2 separate regions of the Mus musculus genome follow, and region 2 is linked to region 1. Evidence: chromatin contacts called from public Hi-C data. All regions are on one chromosome and are shown on one strand. Each heading gives the region's core, a stretch centred on a gene start, on an enhancer-like site or on the middle of the called end of the contact. The rest is flanking DNA. Distances are from core to core; before and after follow the strand shown.

Region 1 (5,236 bases), core at 1,477-3,976:
AAGCGTGAGTTGTTATACCAAACTTAAAAAAGAAAATCCTTTAAATGGGCTGGAGAGATGGCTCCGCAGTCAAGAGCACCTGCTCTTCTTGCAGAGAACTCAAGTGTGGTTTCCAGCACCAACATGGGGAGACTTAGAACCATCTGTAACTCCAGTTCCATTAGATCTGACTCCCTCTTTTGGCCCCAGAGGGCACCCACACACATGGCATGCATACACATGAATAAATATAATAAAATTTAGCTATATAAAAGAAGAAAGTCTTAAATGTGCTTATTGATTTAGTTTTGTCTAACTATGTTTATTTGTTGATGCTGGGATTACCACACACAGCTTTAGCCACTGTCCACCATGCCCAGCTAAATAGAGATTGTTAATAGAACTAGAGCTTATTAAAAGACATTTTCAATATAGTTTTCTTTTGGAGACAGGGTCTCACTATGTATCTGGAACTCGCAGAGATTTGCTACCTCTACCTCCCAAATACTGGATTAAAGGCATGTGCCACCACTCTTGGTTTAATACGGAATTTTAAGTATGTAAGTTAAAATTTAAAAAAAAAAGGATAAAATAAGACATACCCAAGTATGAGCTTCTTAAAGAGAGTATCCTAAAGAAGCTTTTCTTTCCTGTCAGATTATGTATGTATGTATGTATGCATGTATGTATGCATTTATGTATTTTTATTCGTGTGTCTCTGTGTGGTATGTGTGCCTGAGGAGACCAGAAGAGGGTGTCAAGTCCTCTGCAGCTTGAGTTATAGGTGGATGTGCGCTGGCTGTCCCACATGGGTGCTGGTCCTCTGCAAGTGCAGCTTAACTGCTGAGCCATCTCTCCAGCCCTCTGAGTAAGCCTCACAGAGAAGACAATGCTGTAAAAACTCTATACAGAAGCATTCAGGAGAATTGATTTGAAGGATGGAAACTTCCAGTGTGGTAACTATTAGGTACACATGGTTCTAAAATAGTAATGAATTTAAATTGGCATGTAAATACATGAGACTTGCGACGACATTTTTTTCTTTTCCTTCCTGTCATTTGTTTCTTCTTCTGTTTTATCTTTGTAATTTCATGGGTTTATTTTTTTTTTTAGTGGCTGTATTAGATACAGTGATGTTCAATAATTTTAATAGTCCTCTTCCTTACTTAAAGAAGCCAGATGTGATACACAGCTGTAATCCCAGCATTCAAGAAATGGAGAGAGGAGAATCAGAAATTCAAGGGCAACTTCTGCTACACAGCAAGTTTGAGGCAAGTCTGGGGTATATGAAACCCTGTCTCAAAAGGAACAAACAAACAAACGAATAAATAAATAAATAACTATAGGAAGACTGAGACCATCAAGCACCACTAATGTAATAATAAGTTTGCCCCATTTTTATGCGCCATGATCTTCTTTATGCCTTTCATTAAATTAAAAATCACTAAATCATCAAATTCATTTTCCCGTGTTTTAGGTTCTTACGCCTAATTTTGTTTAATGTAACAATTAAGCTAAATGGCACTCTGAGTAAAACTAATTTTATTTTCATCTCTGGTAATAGGTATATAGCCTATTAAGTCTTTAAGAGTTACTGACTGCATCTCAGGAAAACAGTAAACAGCAATTTGAATAGACAGCCCATGGTTCCTGGGCAGAGAAAGAAGGTGAATGGCAGTGTGCTTCTGCAGTTCCCACAATCTTCTACTTCCTTTACCTCTTGGTCTGCTTTACATGACCTTAAGAAGGCCAGATTGGAAGCTGGGTGTAGAGGTGCATGACCGTCACATTGGCACACCCAGGGACTAAGGCAAGAAGAAGATCCAAATTTCAAAACCAGCCTGAGGCTGGAGAGATGGCTCAGCAGTTAAGAACACTGGCTGCTCTTCCAGAGGTCCTGAGTTCAATTCCCAGCAACCACATGGTGGCTCATGACCATCTGTAATGGGATCCGATGCCCTCTTCTGGCATACATGCAGGTAGAACCATGTATGCATAATAAATAAATAAATCTAAAAAACCCAAAAACTTTTCAAGACCATCCTGGGCTACATAGAGAGTCGGAAGTCAGTCTGAAGTACATAAAAGCAGACAAACAACAGATAAAATGGTCAGATTTGAACCCGGACACAAGTATCGAACCTATAAAGATGACAAAAAGGATGAAGGTAAGAATGACTATGACACTAAAAGAAGCACCAGAGCTGAATTTTTAATCTTTCACATCCTTTCCTGTCTCCAAGTAGCCACCCTTCTGTTGGGCTATTGAATTGTCAGAAACAATAAGTATTATCTTTCCAACTAAGCAGGGGAAGGATATAGGCCTACAGACAAGGACATATGCTCAGTGGGGCAGCAAAGACCATAATATTCTCCTGCCTGAAAAAAACGTTGGGATGCTGTTATATGCCAAGAGTCAAAAAGAAGGAAACTGTGCCCGATTTTCCTCACCAAGTCAGAAACAAGAACATGTCTGAGTATGAGGGAGATTACTCAAAGGAAGTTGGTCCTCTCTGCCACTACTGTCTGCTGCAAATCCTGTCCTAAAGTCACAGCCCACAGGATTTTAAATGTGTAACTTTTAGCTTCCTGCTAAAAAAACAAAAGAAGAAAGCTTCATTAGCTGGATAAGTATGACTAATTTTTTCCATTTCAGGTCATAAACCACAAAGTACTGAATTCACACTCTGGATAGTATGTGGGCATGCTTGTAGGATGCCACACCCAACAACCAGAAATTTCTTATGACTCAGGCCAGTTTCTCTTAACGAGAAGACACCCAGTGCTGAGGGTAAGGGAACTTTCAGTTAACATAGATTTATAGAGCAGTTTTTGAATCCCAGGCTTAAGTGAGATTAATACCGTTGTGGGCAAGCATTTTCATTTACCCGTCTTTTACACATGGAGTCAGGGAAAAACTTAGGTCTCAGTGCAGGCCAACATTCAAGACATCTGTGTGGGGCTTTGTTGCAATGTTTTATTTTCTGGTAGTGGAAATTTCCTCTTTAGTTAGTTAGTTAGCGACCTCATCTGCCCATAAACTCAAATGAACCGTGTCACAAATGCATTCTTTCTCCTCATCTCAATGGTTGGTTCTTATCCAGGGGGCAATTTTGTTCCCTAGAATTCATAGAGAAATATCTACTTTTGGTTTTTATATTTGGGGGCAATGGGAGCCTGGGCTCGAGGGAGTAAATATACCTCCCCACCCCCCAGCCCTGTGCCGGTGCCAAGGTAGAGAATTCCTGCAACACCATGCTATGGACAATCACTCGAGTCTCCGAGGGAGCAGCAGGGCGTTGAAGGAAGAACATATGCTGCCTCATTTCATCGCCCATGTTTACAGTTGAGCACACAATTGCAAGCTGGTCAGCTACAATTAACTCCTGGATTTATAACTCCAGACAGAATATTTTGGAGCATGAACACAATGACCCACTTGCAAAACCCTATATGCAAATTCTATAAATGTAAGATCCAGTGCAACAGCCAGGCAGTGGTGGTGCAGGCCTTTAGTCCCAGCACCCATGATGCAGAGGCAGGCAGATCTCTGTGAGTACAAGACCACCCTGGTCTATAGAGAGAGTTTCAGGGTAGCCAGGGCTACACAGAGATACCCTGTCTCAAAAAACCAATAGATGGATGGATGGATGGATGGATGGATGGATAGATAGATAGATAGATAGATAATCCACTGTAACAATTTGTAGTTTGTAGGTCAACCTTAGTCAAAGGAAACGAATGGTAAGATACCAGACTTCAAGACATTTCAACATCTTCATAGCCCTTGTCCACTTTCAGCATGACATCATCTAGCATACTAAAACAGGTGGAAAAGGACTTTCCATGTCTGCTGTCTTTACAGTCATGTTCACCATTCTTAAGGTGTATAATCCCACACTGGAATGCCTACAGGTAGTTAGCAAGCAAACTTTTCACTCTCTTCATGGAGTGGGGTACTCACAGGCTCGGTTCCTGGTTCTGTATGTGCAGGTATAGAGACTGCAGGACCTCCGTGGCACCAACCTCGGAACCCAGCACCTTCTCCATGGCAATGTACTCGAAGAGACTTGTAGAATCACTCTCAGGTGATTCATCACAGCCATCTTTAGCTTGGAATACCCAGCAATGGCTAAGCAGCTCGGGAACCTAAGACCTGGAGGACAGAGGAAGGAAAGCTAAACTCAGCAAGCAGTGAAAAGCCCAAGGAAACCTGGGAGAAGACACCACTGGAAAGATCAGTCCGTGTCCTGATGCGGGGGTGGGGCCAATGAGAGTCGATAGTTTATTCACTCTTGTTTTTCAAACTGAGTGCCTTGGTGGCATGCAGGGCTCTGATGACTGACTCAGGAGCTTGGCAGTTCCCTCAGAGTTGGCAAACTTTAGAGGCCCAGAGAAAAGATTCTTCTTCATACACATAAATAAAGACTGTGGCTCCTACCAGCCCTTCAAATTAAAAGAAAATATATTGCCTCAAATCATAATTAGTTATCCAGTATGGTAATTATATCTAGGAAGAGTTCAATGAGTAATGCCCCTTTCAGGCAGCCTGAATAGAAAAACAAATCATTGTTTCTGGTTTTCTTTAAAAAAGTAGCCAGAAATAAATGATTTATTTTCTTATTCAGGCTGCTTGAAAGGGGCTTGCTTTAAAAAAACAAACCAAAACTAAACTAAACTTAAACTAAACTAAACTAAACTAAAAACAACAACAACAAGGGTTGGAGAGATGGCTCAGTGGTTAAGAGCATTGGCTGCTGATCCAGAGGTCCTGAGTTCAATTCCCAGCAACCACACGGTGGCTCACAACCATCTGTAATGAGATCAGATGGCCTCTTCTGTCATGCAGGCATACATGTAAATAGAGCACTCATATACATAAATAAATAAATAGTTAAAAAAAAAAAGAAAACCAACAGTAAATGTGCGCTGCCAAAATAGTTGTGGGTGATTTTGAAATCTAAGCTTAAGTATAATCTGTGACTCGTGCCAGTTTTCCGTGTAACACTGGCCCTGGAACACAGGAGAAATGGACATTAAGTCTTGAACTTTGTCTCTACCACTCAAACATCTACTGAGAACATCTCAGAAGCCATCTTTTCCAAGGTATTCACTGCCCAGTGGGCAGTTTCCAGTGACATCAACTCTGAGGGGTTCCCTTCCAGCAGTCCCTCACCCCTGGCCCACTATTGCTTCATTAAGTTCTCCTGAAAACTCCTGTAACAAGTGAACAAACAAGTTCTGAAATTTAAAAAAA
Region 2 (5,236 bases), core at 920-3,419, 370 kb after region 1:
ATTTCATTTAGTATGCTTCTCTCATATTTTCTATCTCAACTGTAGTTTCTCCTCCCAGCCTATCCCTCCCAACCCCCCCCCCACCTCCCCCAGATCCACTCCTCCTCTGTTTCCCTTCACAAAAGGGCAGATCTCTCATGATACCAACCAAACATGGCATATCAAGCTGCAGTAAGACTAGGCACCTCCCCTCATATTAAGGCTGGATGAAGTAACCCAGTAAGGAGGAGAAGGGTCCCAAAGGCAGGCAAAAAAATCAGAGACAGCCCCTGCTCCCACTGTTAGGAGTCCCACAAGAACACCAAGCTGCACACTGTAACATATATGCAGAGGGCCTAGGGCAGTTCCTTGCAGGCTCCCTGATTATTGGTTCTGTCTCTGTGAGCCCCTGTGACCCCCTGGTAAGTTGATTCTGTGGGCCATGTTCTCCTGGTGTCCTTGGCCCCTCTGGTTCCTACCATCCTTCCTCTCTCCCTCTTCTGCAGGATTCCCTGATCTCTGCCTAATGTTTGACTAGGGGTCTTTGCATCAGCTTCCATCAGTTGCTAGATGAAGCCTCTCTGATGATGAGTATGCTAGGCTCTGGTATAAGAGTATAGTAGAGTACCATTAGGAATCATTTCACTGATTTATTTATTGCCAGTTGTGCCTAGGTCTCTAGATGATCCAGTCCGTGGCTCCTGGCCCTCCAGGCGTGTCAGGCATTGGCTCTCCTGGAATGGGTCTCAAGTTGGACCAGTCATTAGTTAGCTACTCCCACAACTTCTGTGTTACCTATACCTCAGCACATCTTGAAGGCAGGAAAAATTGTAGGTCAAAGGTTTTGTGGCTGAGTTGGTGTCCCAATACTTATACTTGAAAATTTGTGTAGTTACAGAAGATAGCCAGTTCAGGATTCATATCTTCCATTGCTAGGAGTCTAAGCTAGGGTCACCCTCATAAATTCCTGGGAGTTTCCATTGCACTAGATTTCTACCTCACTCCCGACGTGACTGGAGAGATGGCTCAGCCATTAAAAGCTAGGCTCCCAACCAAAAATACTAAATTTCTACAAGATTTATTTCACCATTAACTGATCTCACTAAATAACTATAGATAGCACTGACATGTTGGAGTATCGCTTTTTGGAAAAAGGAAATCAACATTAAAATAAAAATTATTTCCGGAGAGAGAAAAATATTTTGCTGTTCTGTTGTGACTGGAACTCTTTAGAAAGTATAATTTTTATTGAATGAATATGAATAGCCGCCTCAGACACAGTAAAAGTTTAATTCTGTGCGGTGGGAGGGTCTCGGTTCCGGTGGGGGAATTTGGTTTTTGTTTGTGTAGGGATTCATTGTGGGGACGAGGAAGGTAGAGGAAAGAGTCTGGTACTTTAGTGAGACCTGCCCGGAAGATGGCGAAGACTGGAATCAGGAGAGACATGAACACTGAACAAAAATAAAAATAAAGAAACAAGGGAGGGCAGAGTGAGAAGAGACGACCATGGGACAGAAAAAAAAAAAAAGGAAGACAACTAGGGAAGGACTTAAAACTGACGACAGAGGGTCGAAAAGACAAGGACTTAGGGAAAAGAAAGGAGAACCCCACCCTCCAAACCAGACTGGTGGGACCAGGGAGGGGGCTGGGTGAGGGGACTGGAAGCTTTGGAGACCTCCGCGGGGCAGAAGAGATCTAGTCCAACCAGATACAAGGAATAGGCCCCTTGTTCCCTCCCCCAGGTCCCGGGTAGGGTAGGGGACTGGTGTCTCAGTGCTGCAATGGGGGGTGGGGGGTGCGCCCCTCCCCCAGTCCCTCCTCAAGCTTCACTTTGTTTTTCTTTTTTCTAATTGGATATCTTCTTCATTTACATTTCAAATGCTATCCCCTTTCCTGGTTTCCTCTCCAAAAGTCTCCTATACCCCGCCCCCCCCAGCCCTGCTCCCCAACCCACCCACTCTGGCTTCACTTTGAAAGGTACCGCTCTGGCGACGTCCGCCAACGCGCAGCGGGGCGGGGCAGAGGGGTGGAGTCGGAGAGGCCGGTGGCCTGCTTCCAATCCAGTGAGAGTGGGCGCGGCCTGGACTGCGGCCGGCCCCGCCCCTCGCTCATCTTTTCTCCCCAACCTCCTCGCACCCTGCGGATTGAGCAACTAAGTACCACCCACATGTGTCCAGATGCCTGTGTGCTCGCCGCTCACTGGATTCTCTCCAAGTCCATTCGGTGCTGGTGAAGGTTAGGCGTGCCCGGGCAGAGCCCAACCCCAAGTCTCCATCCTCCCCGGCCGCGCTCCCTCCTGCCCCATTCAGGTGTGGTGTGGACCAGTGGTACTTGTCCTCCTGGCGCTGCTCGGGTAACTGTGACTCTGGAACAGTGCTCTGCATCTGTTTCTATTGATTGCTGGGAGAAACCTCTCTGATGACAATTAGGCTAGGGATCAATCTATGAGTACAGCAGAATATCATTTTTTTATCCTAAGTCACTGGACTTTCCAACCTCAGGGTTCTGGTCTTCCAGGCTGTGTCAGGAGCTCTTTTTTCCTTTTGAAACTGTGGTCCAAACCTGTAAAATAGGACTTTGATGATAAGGTCAATTCATCAGTATTTTTAAAAGCTTTCCTCCACATGCATTCAAGGTGAAAGGAAATCTAGGAACCTCTGCTCCAAATCCTTCCCAAGAGGGAATGAATAAAGCAACCAACACTGTGGCCATTTCTTAGTGGCCTGTTAGGAATGTAACCACCTTGAAGGTCTCTAGAACCAGCTTTGCTCTGTGTATAGTAAGATGTATAAGAAGACAAAGTAGCATTGCAGAGACCTTCAACCCCGTGCTTTAAAAACTGGTTGTTGGAGCTAAAAACCATCAGAGAATGATTTGTTATTTAAGAGGAGAATCTTAACAGTCTTGGACTAATTACAGAACCAAGGCAGCCACTCTAATAAGAAGCAGCGACCTGGGAATGCTGTCTCTCGGCCTCTCATCTTGCTGGGTGATTTTAATCAGTTTAGATCTGATTAGCACTTGTATCTGAGAACTGGAAGAAATCAAGAGCAACTCATTTGGCAAAAGTTCAGCAATGAAAACCACTGCAATCCAAGGTTTAAGTGTGTGTTTGGGACAATAGTCACACTTTGATGTTGAGTTTTCTCATACACATGTGGATAACATAAAGTTGATTACACAAATATCCACCAGTGTAGAATGCCAATTAGAAAGAGATCCATTTTCAACACTTCCCAAATGTATGCCCTAGATAAATTACTTGCTTTTTTTTTTTTGAGTCGTTAGTGTTTCCATTTAGAATTATCAAGGGACTGTTTCCAATTTCTCAGTTATTTCATATTAGGTTTCCGTTAGCAGACTAAGAAGGCTTTCAATAGCTTTGAGTATGAAAGTCAATGTTGTGGTTTTACAAAGAAACAAGTCATAGGAGATATTTAGTCTTCACATCATTTAATATTTTAATTCAGTCTGCAGGATTACTACTTCATCCTGAGGTTTTTTAGCATAGGATTTAAGAAAAAAAAGAACCTGAAATTGAATTGAGACCTGTAAGAAGTACAAAGCCATATATCAGCTTTATCCAAGGATGGTATTGGATGAAATTTTACCTCCATAAATGAAAATTCTTTCATCAAAGTACAATTTAATAATTTTTCATCTAAAATTATAGAGGGGGTTCATACATGAGTACTTCTGCATTTATTATTTTCACCTTTCCCTTTCCCCCATCCAATTCCTTCTGACTCTCCCCTCCTCCTTAAATTCATGATCTCTTCTTCTATAATTATTGTTACACACATAACTGTGCATGAGCATGCACATGTGCACACACAGACACATACATACACTGAGCCCAACTTAAGAATCTTTCTGTAAAGTATCTGTTGACCTTCCTCACTAGCTTACTGAAGCAATGCTGTCAAACCTTTTATCTTGAAGATTGAATAGATGTGAGGTAGCTTTTCCATAGAATTAGAAAGAGGAGGTGAATGGTCAGGCAAAGAGGCCATTGGCAAATTAGGATCATCATGTGTAACAGTTGTCATGGAAATGAGCAAGTGTTCAGTTTTGTCTACAGTGTTCTCAACTAAAGAAGCTGAGCCATGCTACTCAAGTTCAGCAACCTGCTCACACACCCCAACTGTGCTCTTTAAGATTCCTGCTCTCCATTGACAAAAAAGTCCTTATTTCCAACTGTGGAGGGATATGAGAAACCACCAAGATAATCTCCCTGAGCTGCTGAGGCAATCTTGCTCTCTACAGAGCCACATGGCTACCTGTGGCTCGCCTGTTTCAGAGGGTAGTCTTTTTTAATCTCTCCATACTGGGGGTCCAACTAACACATTTCCTACAGCTTACAAGTATAGTTAATACTCTCCTATCTCAGACAAATATATATATATATATATATATATATATATATATATATATATATATATATATATATATACCTGCATGTGTATACTCCCATCTGGATTTAGGTAAAATGGCTAAGGTAGCTTTAGCCAGGTACAGTCACACAGCCTGAGATGCCAGGACTCTAGAAGCTGAGACAGGAGGATCACAATTTCCAGACCAACCTTGGCTGCATAATAAGAACTTGCCTCAAAACAAGAACACCACCACCACCACCACCAACACCACCACCAACAACAACAAAAGGCATAACCTTGAAGATATGTGTTTTGAGACTTTTTTAGTTCACAAACTATAAATGTTAAGAAAAATGGTAAACAAACATGTAAGGCAATCTAAGTAGAAAATGCTGATAAACAATGGAACCATGAAGTTAAAGCTGCAGGACTGATGGATGTGAGACTGGGGAAGACAGGTGATCAAGAACTCAGCTCCAGAACTTGAGAGATAGCTTAGTTGGCAAAGTACGTCCCCAGCATGCACAAGGCCCAAAGACTGATCCCCAGTGCTTGGGAGAGTGGGAAACTCCAATAGGAAATAGGCTCCATTGGTTTTGATGGTTTTGATGGCATAGTATATAATTGTGTGTATGTTTCATTATTTCATATAACCAAGCCCCTACTTTTGAACAAGAAGTTACATGTTAAAAACCTTTTCTTGACTTGGAACCCCTCACAAATATACCGGTCTAGTCTAGTTGCACTGTATTAGCCATTGCAAATCAGACGCAACTGAAGAGAAACAGTGAGACTTCAGCATAGACAAGGAAATCAGTGGCTGTTGTCACAAAATTAGTATAATAGGAGAGTCTATAGCTTTTCTGTGGCTGTAGTAGCAA

Evidence for each region. A called contact is a pair of places that touch in the nucleus more often than the background predicts.
Region 2: a Hi-C map of embryonic fibroblasts shows a contact between it and region 1, with 3 times the contacts expected there. The contact joins two enhancer-like sites. A contact is called at or near these places in 1 of 39 promoter capture datasets (pre-B cells), 1 of 484 Hi-C or Micro-C datasets (embryonic fibroblasts) and 1 of 9 other capture datasets (pancreatic islet).

Annotation. Positions count from the first base shown.
Region 1 is chrX:164,010,860-164,016,095 of GRCm38.p6, forward strand. It overlaps Car5b (carbonic anhydrase 5b, mitochondrial), which reads right to left. Exons shown (of 8, transcript NM_181315.4): 2 at 3,944-4,135. The coding sequence starts at 4,085. Among named protein-coding and RNA genes, the nearest start is that of Car5b, 15 kb to the right of the region's middle. Within about 2 kb of position 2,727, at least 88 of the 459 cell types and tissues checked have an H3K27ac peak or open chromatin away from gene starts, as enhancers often do. A contact at or near this core is called in embryonic fibroblasts, where this site is marked.
Region 2 is chrX:164,380,087-164,385,322 of GRCm38.p6, forward strand. All of the region lies in intron 1 of Vegfd (vascular endothelial growth factor D), which reads left to right. Among named protein-coding and RNA genes, the nearest start is that of Vegfd, 9.2 kb to the left of the region's middle. Within about 2 kb of position 2,170, at least 242 of the 459 cell types and tissues checked have an H3K27ac peak or open chromatin away from gene starts, as enhancers often do. A contact at or near this core is called in embryonic fibroblasts, where this site is marked.